Regions from separate parts of the Mus musculus genome. Here region 2 is linked to region 1. Evidence: chromatin contacts called from public promoter capture Hi-C data. All regions are on one chromosome and are shown on one strand. Each heading gives the region's core, a stretch centred on a gene start, on an enhancer-like site or on the middle of the called end of the contact. The rest is flanking DNA. Distances are from core to core; before and after follow the strand shown. Region 1 has its middle 6.6 kb from the start of Gm34788. Region 2 holds the start of 1700014D04Rik (spermatogenesis-associated protein 31D1).

Region 1 (3,794 bases), core at 819-3,318:
TCTCCAGGCAGACAGGGAGCTGGGACTGCACTGTACTCGCTGAGATGCTGGTTTCAGGGACCTAGAGCTCCTGGGATTTAAGACCATAGGCCAGGAATACAGCCCTGGGCCTGAGTCACTGCAAATGGGGCAGGGAACCAGGACACCCAGAGTGACTACCTACTTAATAACCCATGGAGACATGGACCCGTGCTTCCTTGAGACTTTATAATCTTAGGCCCATGGTCACAAGAGTTCCCACTAGCTATAGTGGCTTTGAATAGACTCATGTGCATGGGGCAAACCTTACACCCTAGGAGTCCCTGTGTTTCTCCTCAGAGTCAGCATGGACTTTCGTAGGACTGTGGAGCAGAGGCAAGGTCGCATCTATGCTCTCTCTCACTGACATAGCCTCTTACCTGCTCCCTCCATGCACAAGACAACAGCCAGACCAGCAACAGCTCCTTGATCCTCCACCGTCTCATCCCACCCTGCTCCAGATGTCTGGGCCAGATGTTTAGCTCCATGATGAAGGTTTGATGTCACCAAGGTGTGGAGAGCTTTTGGGGGCCACTTGGCAGGAATCTGACATTAGGTTAGAACAGGGAAGTAAGTTCAGGCAGGAATCTAACTTTAGGCTGGAACAAAGAAGTAGGCTTCAGGCAGGAATCTGATTTGGGGCTTGGACAAAGAAGTAGGCTCAGATATCTTGTTCATCCCAACAAGCCCTCAGAAACAGCGATCACAGGAGTGACCACGGGACTCTGCTTACTGCCTTGCTTGTTCCTTCTTGTACTGCTCGCCCTTATTACTTGGATGTAATTAAAATGGTATAAAAGTGGATTGGGAAAAAATAAACCAGCCTTCAGTCTCAGAACTGAATGGGGTCATGCTTACAATGTTGTCTAATTGTCTTTTTTCTTTTTAATCCTCATTCCTGTGCTGGAGAATCTGGTGACTGACTGAGCTAGCTTGGTCACCAAGGTCAAAGTCATGAGAACCAGTAGACTTCACTATGCCCTCCCACCCCCAGAGACTTCTTCTGCCTAGGAATCTAGCTGGCCTTGCATCCCCTCGCCCCCTCATACCCTATGGGACCTTGTCATGTAACCTGATACGTGCCTGACTGTCAAAGGAGTAGAGCCCTTAAAGACCATACCTGCAGAGAGAAAGTTGTCTCAACAACCGTGTCTCTGAGAAACTGGATAGACAGGAAAGCAGCTTGTGAAAGGACGGCTGAAGGAGTTATGCCTCAGATCCGCCATTGGAAGGGGATTGGTCCAGGAGACACAAGCCACCGCCCCCCATCCTCCCCGAAAGGCAAGGACATGGAATGGGCAGATGCAGGCAAGACTCGACTGTGGGCCTACATGAACAGGAAGGATGAAGCACCTTCCAAGCCAGTGGGTTACCTGTTGTGGAGCTTTGGGATGGGGAGAGCCAGGAAGGCTGCTGAGCGGGAGATGGTGCCTGTAGAGACTGAGTGTACCAGTCATCCAAAACCTCACAGCCAAGCTCCAGCAGGTGCAACCACAAAAAAAAAAAAAAAAAAAAAAAAAAAAAAAAAAGCTTCAAGGCAGCTTTGTTGGCGCTGACAATAAACTGAAGCACAAGGTAAAGGGAATTCTGGCTCGGCAGGATGGAAGCCGTGCTGTGCAGCTCAGGTGACACTCCTGTCTACTGGAGCTACTGGTATCTCTGCTAGCACCTGTGGCCAGCAGAGCAACCCCAAGGACACAGGTCCACAAGGACGTGTTTATATAGAAGCTACCTTTAGGGAACACTCGGAAGAGCCACTTTGAATTAATAAAGAAGAGAAAAAGATTCTGCAAGTGAGAGCATTTGAAACAACTTCTGAAAGTAGAGTCCAATCCCGGTGTCACAATTCGGGGGCTGCTAGTGTGAAATTGTGTGATGCTAAAATTGATTTAAGAATGGAATGGTAACCAGGGTCACCTTTTGCCAGCAAGTCCAAAGCACAGTAATTGAAGGGCAAGCGTTCACAGCTTCTGTGTGGTCTGAGCATTGTTCAGGCCCTCTGAGATTCAAGTTGAAACTAGCTGTGCCGCCAGTGTCAGGGGCAGGGCCCTGGAGCTCCTCCACAGGCTGAGAGAAAGGGTTTGTGTAAGCCCAAGAATTCTAGGACAATGAGAGGAATGTAGTGAGACCTCCACCTCGCCCATTGGACTTGCCAACTTTAGATGCCCCAGTACAGGGGAATGCCAGGGCCAAAAAGGGGGAGTGGGTGAGTAGGGGATTGGGGGTGGGTGGGTATGGGGGACCTTTGGGATAGCATTGAAAATGTAAACGAGGAAAATACCTAATTAAAAAAATTAAAAAAAAAAAGGCAAACGGTGGTTCGGCAGCTGGGGTGGTTTAAATGAGATGCCCCCATATTCTTGGGTATTTGAATTCTTGCTCTCCAGTTGGCACTGCTGCCTGGGGAGGCTTGGAAGGTATTCCATCCTGGAGGATCTGTGTCACTGGGGGCTGACTGTGAAGCTTAAAGCATCCCACCATCCCCAGCTCAACTTTCTCTGCTTCCTGTTTGCAACCAGAGATGTGTGCTTTCCGCTGTTCTGGCCTCCATGGCTGCCTACTGCCTTGCTTCCCGACTAGCGTTCAAAATGACTGATGTTCTCAGAAATTGGATCTTACTATATTTATACTGAGTAGCCAAGGACAGCAGCAATAGCCTGTATTGGTTTGGGTTCTTCTGGAGTCTTCCTGACCGATAATTCATACCCATGTCTTGTGCTTCAATTTTCACTTATTAATAACCCATATTTTCTCAGAGCCACATTGTCCACTCATGCAGGGTAATTTCGTCCAACCTTTTATCAAAGCTGTTTATGGCTTAATTTTACGCATCTTGTGCATAAACCACGTATTCTTTACCCCTTACCCAGCAGTGGCCAGCTGTGATGGCACCATTCTGCATGTCTGCAGAAAGGGACGGCTGCTTCCCCCAGCTGAATCCCCGTGGCCACCCATGTTCCTTAGCTGAGGTCTTACACATGAGCCCCAGCCTCACACTGTGGTTACCTGTGTGGTAGACAAGATGACTTTTAAACAAGGATGATAACCAGGGCAAGACTGGGGCTAAGAAGGAAATCACCAGGTCTCAGGATGCTGAATCCAGGGTGCCCTTCTCTGCATAGCTTTGTGCTCAGGTCAGATCGGCTAAGTGCAGGAACTAAAGTGTACTGTGATGGTTTGTTATGCGCAGGGTACATCCAGGACTGTACAGCAGCCAGCCAGAATAATACTATTCTGATTCCACCAGACAGGAAAGAAAAGGGAAAAAACCCCTACAGCTCAGAAAAAGCAAGCTGATCATGCAAGAGGTCTGTCTTCTAGCTTTGACACTCTCCTGTACTTCCTTCTGACATGTCTCCCACCCCTGGAGGGGCAGGGTCCTTGATTCCATCTTTGGCCACAACCAAGGAGTCTCCCAGGCTGCACAGTGTGGTGCAGTGAAGAACAGTAGCCTCTGGTAGATTTTAACTGAGGCCTTCTATGTGCAGGCACCAACCTGGGTTCTGGGAATATGATAGACCCTGGGACTGGGTGGCCATAGGATCCAAGAGACTCATATTTGAAATGAGAGCTTGAAATGCTGACCCTGTAAGAAGGAAGAAATGTGCAGGGTAAATATTAGAAAGGTGGTGGAGAAGAAGGCCTGGGCTCTCATCCCCTAAACTCAGCAGTATCTCACGAAGTCCTTTGAAAAGCACCCCCCAGCCCTCCCCCCCAAAAAACCCCTCCAAGACTAATAAAAAGGAAATAATGAACAGAAATAGTGGAATTTTCTC
Region 2 (3,794 bases), core at 916-3,415, 320 kb after region 1:
CATCTCTGACCTAGAAAAACTCTCAAGTTTCTACAAAGCTCCGAGCCACTTGTGCTTTCTAGCGACTATCCCTCCCAACACTAGGGTGGGCTGCACCAAGCTCCCGGGGTGCACACACCATGTTACAAAGGCAACAAGGCTAAAGGGAAATTCATGAATCACCTTCCAGAACAAACAACTTCTTTCCTTCTCCTGTTTCTCTCTGGAAAGCTCTCCAAACTGGAAAACATGAACAGTAGTTTATATGGCATTGTGGTTGTTAGCCTCAAATGGAAATTTGGTGGGATCAATAAGCCTTAGAAAGGAGTCCTTGCTCATGGCTGTGAGGCATCTTCTAGATTAGCTTAATGAGATGGGAAAACCCATGCTAAATGGCAGCCCTGGTCAGCAGGCTGAGGCCCTGGACTTCTTTTACACAGAGAAAGCAAGCCGTCATGAATCTCAGCCTCCTGACAGCAGATACAATGTAATGAGCCACCTCAAGCTCCCATTACCCTGGCCTCCCCACCAGGACAGAGTGTATGCTTGAACTGTAAACCAAAGCAAACTCTTACTAGATAGCTTTTGTCACAGTATTGCATTGTGGCAACAGTAAACATAACTAATACAGAAATGAAGGTTGAGACACAAAGACTCTATAAGAGTCCTTTTATGGGAAACAGAAGATACCTGCGTGCTCAGGAGGAGCACAGCATTTTACATGATGATGTCAGGAGACAGAAGTCATGACTTCAAGCAACCAGTGGGCCATCTTAAACTTCTCTTGGCGAGCAAGAAGGACCCAGTGCCCTTCTTACCAACTGCTTCATACCGATTTCTGTATTAGCCACCTCTCTGTTGCTGTGATAAAAATAGCAAGAGCAAAGCAACTTGTAGATGAAAGGATGCGTGTGGGTTTACAGTTCCAAAGGATTAAGAGTCTGTTGTGCCAAGAATCTTAGTCAGCAGGCCAGTAGCTATGGTGGCAGGAAGAGTGGAAAACCCACATCTCGAGCCTCAGGCAGGAAGCAGGAAGCAGAGGGCGCAGACTTAAAATGGTGTGAGTCTTTAAGCTCTTACAGTTCTTCCCTGGGGACATACTTTTCCTTCAACAAGGCTATGCCTCTGGAGCCTCACCCAAAGCAACGCCACCTATTGGAGACCAAGCATTCAAATGCCTGAGACTATGGGGCGACATCTCACTCAAACCACCACATTCCAAGAGCCGCTGCTTGGAGAAATGCCCCAGGTGTAAGCCATTTCTGAGAGAGCTGTCTCCTGAGAGGAACTGTGCCTAGAAAATGATGTCATTGGACTGTGGGCCGAGGATCTCGGGAGGGGGCTCCTTGAGGGGCTCAGGTGGAACAGAGCAGGCGACAGCTTTACTACCACCTGCTGCTGTTCTGTTGGTCCCACCCTGTGCTAAGAACAAAAGAATGGGGGAGTAGGGACTCCCCCCCCCCCCCCCCCCGCTTCTCTTGGACGGCTAATATACAAGAACACCGACTTCAAATAACAGTTTCCCGTCCTAACTTTGAAAGACAGTCATCATTCTCAATTGTTCTTTGGGAAACTAAAGGGAGAGTTTGTGACATCATAAAGGGTGCTCTCAGACCCAAGCACTCTACTCTGGGTATTGACTCTGGCCAGCAGCCTCAGCTCAGCACCTCGGAAAGCTCCGCGTCCTAGGGACAGAGCTTAGACTCCTCCAGGCTTTGCTCAGAGTCTCTCAGGGGCCTCTCCACCAGCCCAGCTAAGGAAAGGCCTGCTGAAGGAGCTTGAGAGGTGGGACATGGCAGACTAAGTGTCAGGAGATACTGCTCTTCAGAGAACCCATCATGTGGAACTAAGCCAATGAGACCAGGGATCTGTGCACCCAGAGAGGTGTCCGTGGGCCCAGGTGACAACCTTGGTCCTCCTTGGATCCCCGCCCTGCCAGACCTCATTCCCTAGGGAAGTAGTGCTCTCTTCTCTCCTCAGCATCCCCCTTCAGACACGGAGCCAAACTCTAAACTCACCCAATCCTATTAACCAAGACTCGCTCCAGGGAGTTCACCGCTTCTGCCTCACCTTTCCGAGGCCTTGACGTTTCCACAGCAACAGAATGAAGTCAGTATGAGGTGTGACAGGAACAGGAGAAGCAACCCCTGCACTCAGCAAGGTAGAGTGGGCCAGTGTCCAAGAGCACTGAGCCAAAGCTCAGCCATGGTTCCGTAGCGCTGCTCAGAATGGAGAGCACCTTCCGCATAGTGACTCACACAGCTGCCAGGAGAGCTGAGGCTGTGTGGGCCTCGCTGTAAGCAGCATCACTGCATCACAGAGCAGGGAAGAGTCATAGAGGGTTTGTGAGTGCAGGGAGGAGGGTGAGCCTCAATACTCCCCTCCACCAGCACCCCTCCAAGTCCCAGCCGAGGCATCTCTGCCCAAGCCTGCTGCTCCAGTCCCATCCTGCTTCCCTGTGTGCCCTCTCTCTGGCCAGGGTCACAGTGTGTGTGTGTGTGTGTCTGTGTGTGAGTGTGTTTGTGTCTGTGTCTCTATGTGAATGTGCTTGTGTGTATCTGTGTGTGTGTGTGTAGTGTGTGTCTGTCTTTGTGTGTGTGTGTCTCTGTGAGTGTCTGTGAGCGTGTCCGTGTGTGTGTGAGTGTGTGTGAGTGTTTGAGTGTGTGTGTGTGTGTGTGTGTGTGTGTGGCTTCACCTCAGCTCCTTATGGTTCTGCTACTCTCAGTTATGATGTCACACACCAGAAGGCCAGCAGCTTCTGGAACTGGAATTCTTGCTTCTGGCTGGATTTTTAGTCTCAGGCACAAATGTCTTCCAGTACATGTCACCTATGAAATAGCTTCTTTTCACTCAGATTCATTCCTTTCTACATTTATAAATGCTGATGAGAACATTTTCATGTTCCTGACAGTACTTTCACATCTTTAATCGGGGTGGACTCAAATCGTCAAACTCATATAAAATATAGATTATGCTAAATGGATACAATTGCATCTTCAGGCATTCTTTGGTCTAATTTATTCCATTTATGTTTCTGAAATTAGTGAAACTTCAAGTTAACTGAGTTACACAGACACACAGACACACAGAGACACACAGATACACAGATACACATAGACACATACACATACACACTGACACATGCAGATACACATATGCATACAGATACACAGACACACAGACAGACAGACACATATAGACACACATACACAGAGACAGACTCACAGACACATATAGACACACATGCACACAGACACACAGACACACACACACAAACTTCCTCTCACAAATCAATGTACTGTTCTTGTGTGAGAAGAGTCCATCTTCCCTCCTTTCATTTCTCCCACATACATCATTATTGTGATCTCCATTTCTCCACGTATAGATTGTCCCTGGTCATGTCAGTGATTGCATGATCCCCTCATGGGCCTGATCAACAATACACACTTAGGGTAAGTCCCCAAGTCCTTGGTGACAGAGTGGGACTCAGGATTGTCAAAGCCAGGGAAGAACCTGGGCTGAGCTCTGTCACTGATTATTTCTAAAATACACTTGCTGTCACTGCCTGGTAATGTCCCCCACAGCCCCCAAACTGAAGAGTGTGTCACATGTTCTCCAAGTAGCATTTCCTCTCAGGGTTAAAAGAACCCAAGACTGAATGGCCCACGCCCCACTTCACCCCCTCATCCCTGCTCTTGATGCTCCCTTCTGTCTGCTGTGCTCCAGCCTGTCTGCATGCTTCTCATGCCTCTTACTAGCTCTCCCGGGAGGGGATAGACTCCAAGTGAGGCAGAACCCCACCAGTTAAGCACACA

The links. Promoter capture Hi-C pulls out the DNA fragments that hold promoters and counts their contacts.
Region 2: a promoter capture Hi-C map of embryonic stem cells shows a contact between it and region 1, with 2.2 times the contacts expected there. The contact joins the promoter of 1700014D04Rik here to the enhancer-like site in region 1. A contact is called at or near these places in 10 of 39 promoter capture datasets (3T3-L1-derived adipocytes, the C10 cell line, the HPC-7 cell line and 6 more), 11 of 484 Hi-C or Micro-C datasets (B cells, CD8 T cells, the CH12 cell line and 8 more) and 2 of 9 other capture datasets (adipose tissue and liver).

Annotation. Positions count from the first base shown.
Region 1 is chr13:59,422,028-59,425,821 of GRCm38.p6, forward strand. No RefSeq gene overlaps it. Among named protein-coding and RNA genes, the nearest start is that of Gm34788, 6.6 kb to the left of the region's middle. Within about 2 kb of position 2,069, at least 1 of the 459 cell types and tissues checked has an H3K27ac peak or open chromatin away from gene starts, as enhancers often do. A contact at or near this core is called in embryonic stem cells, where this site is marked.
Region 2 is chr13:59,744,706-59,748,499 of GRCm38.p6, forward strand. 1700014D04Rik (spermatogenesis-associated protein 31D1) reads right to left here and starts at 2,166. Exons shown (of 2, transcript XM_017315672.2): 1 at 2,050-2,166.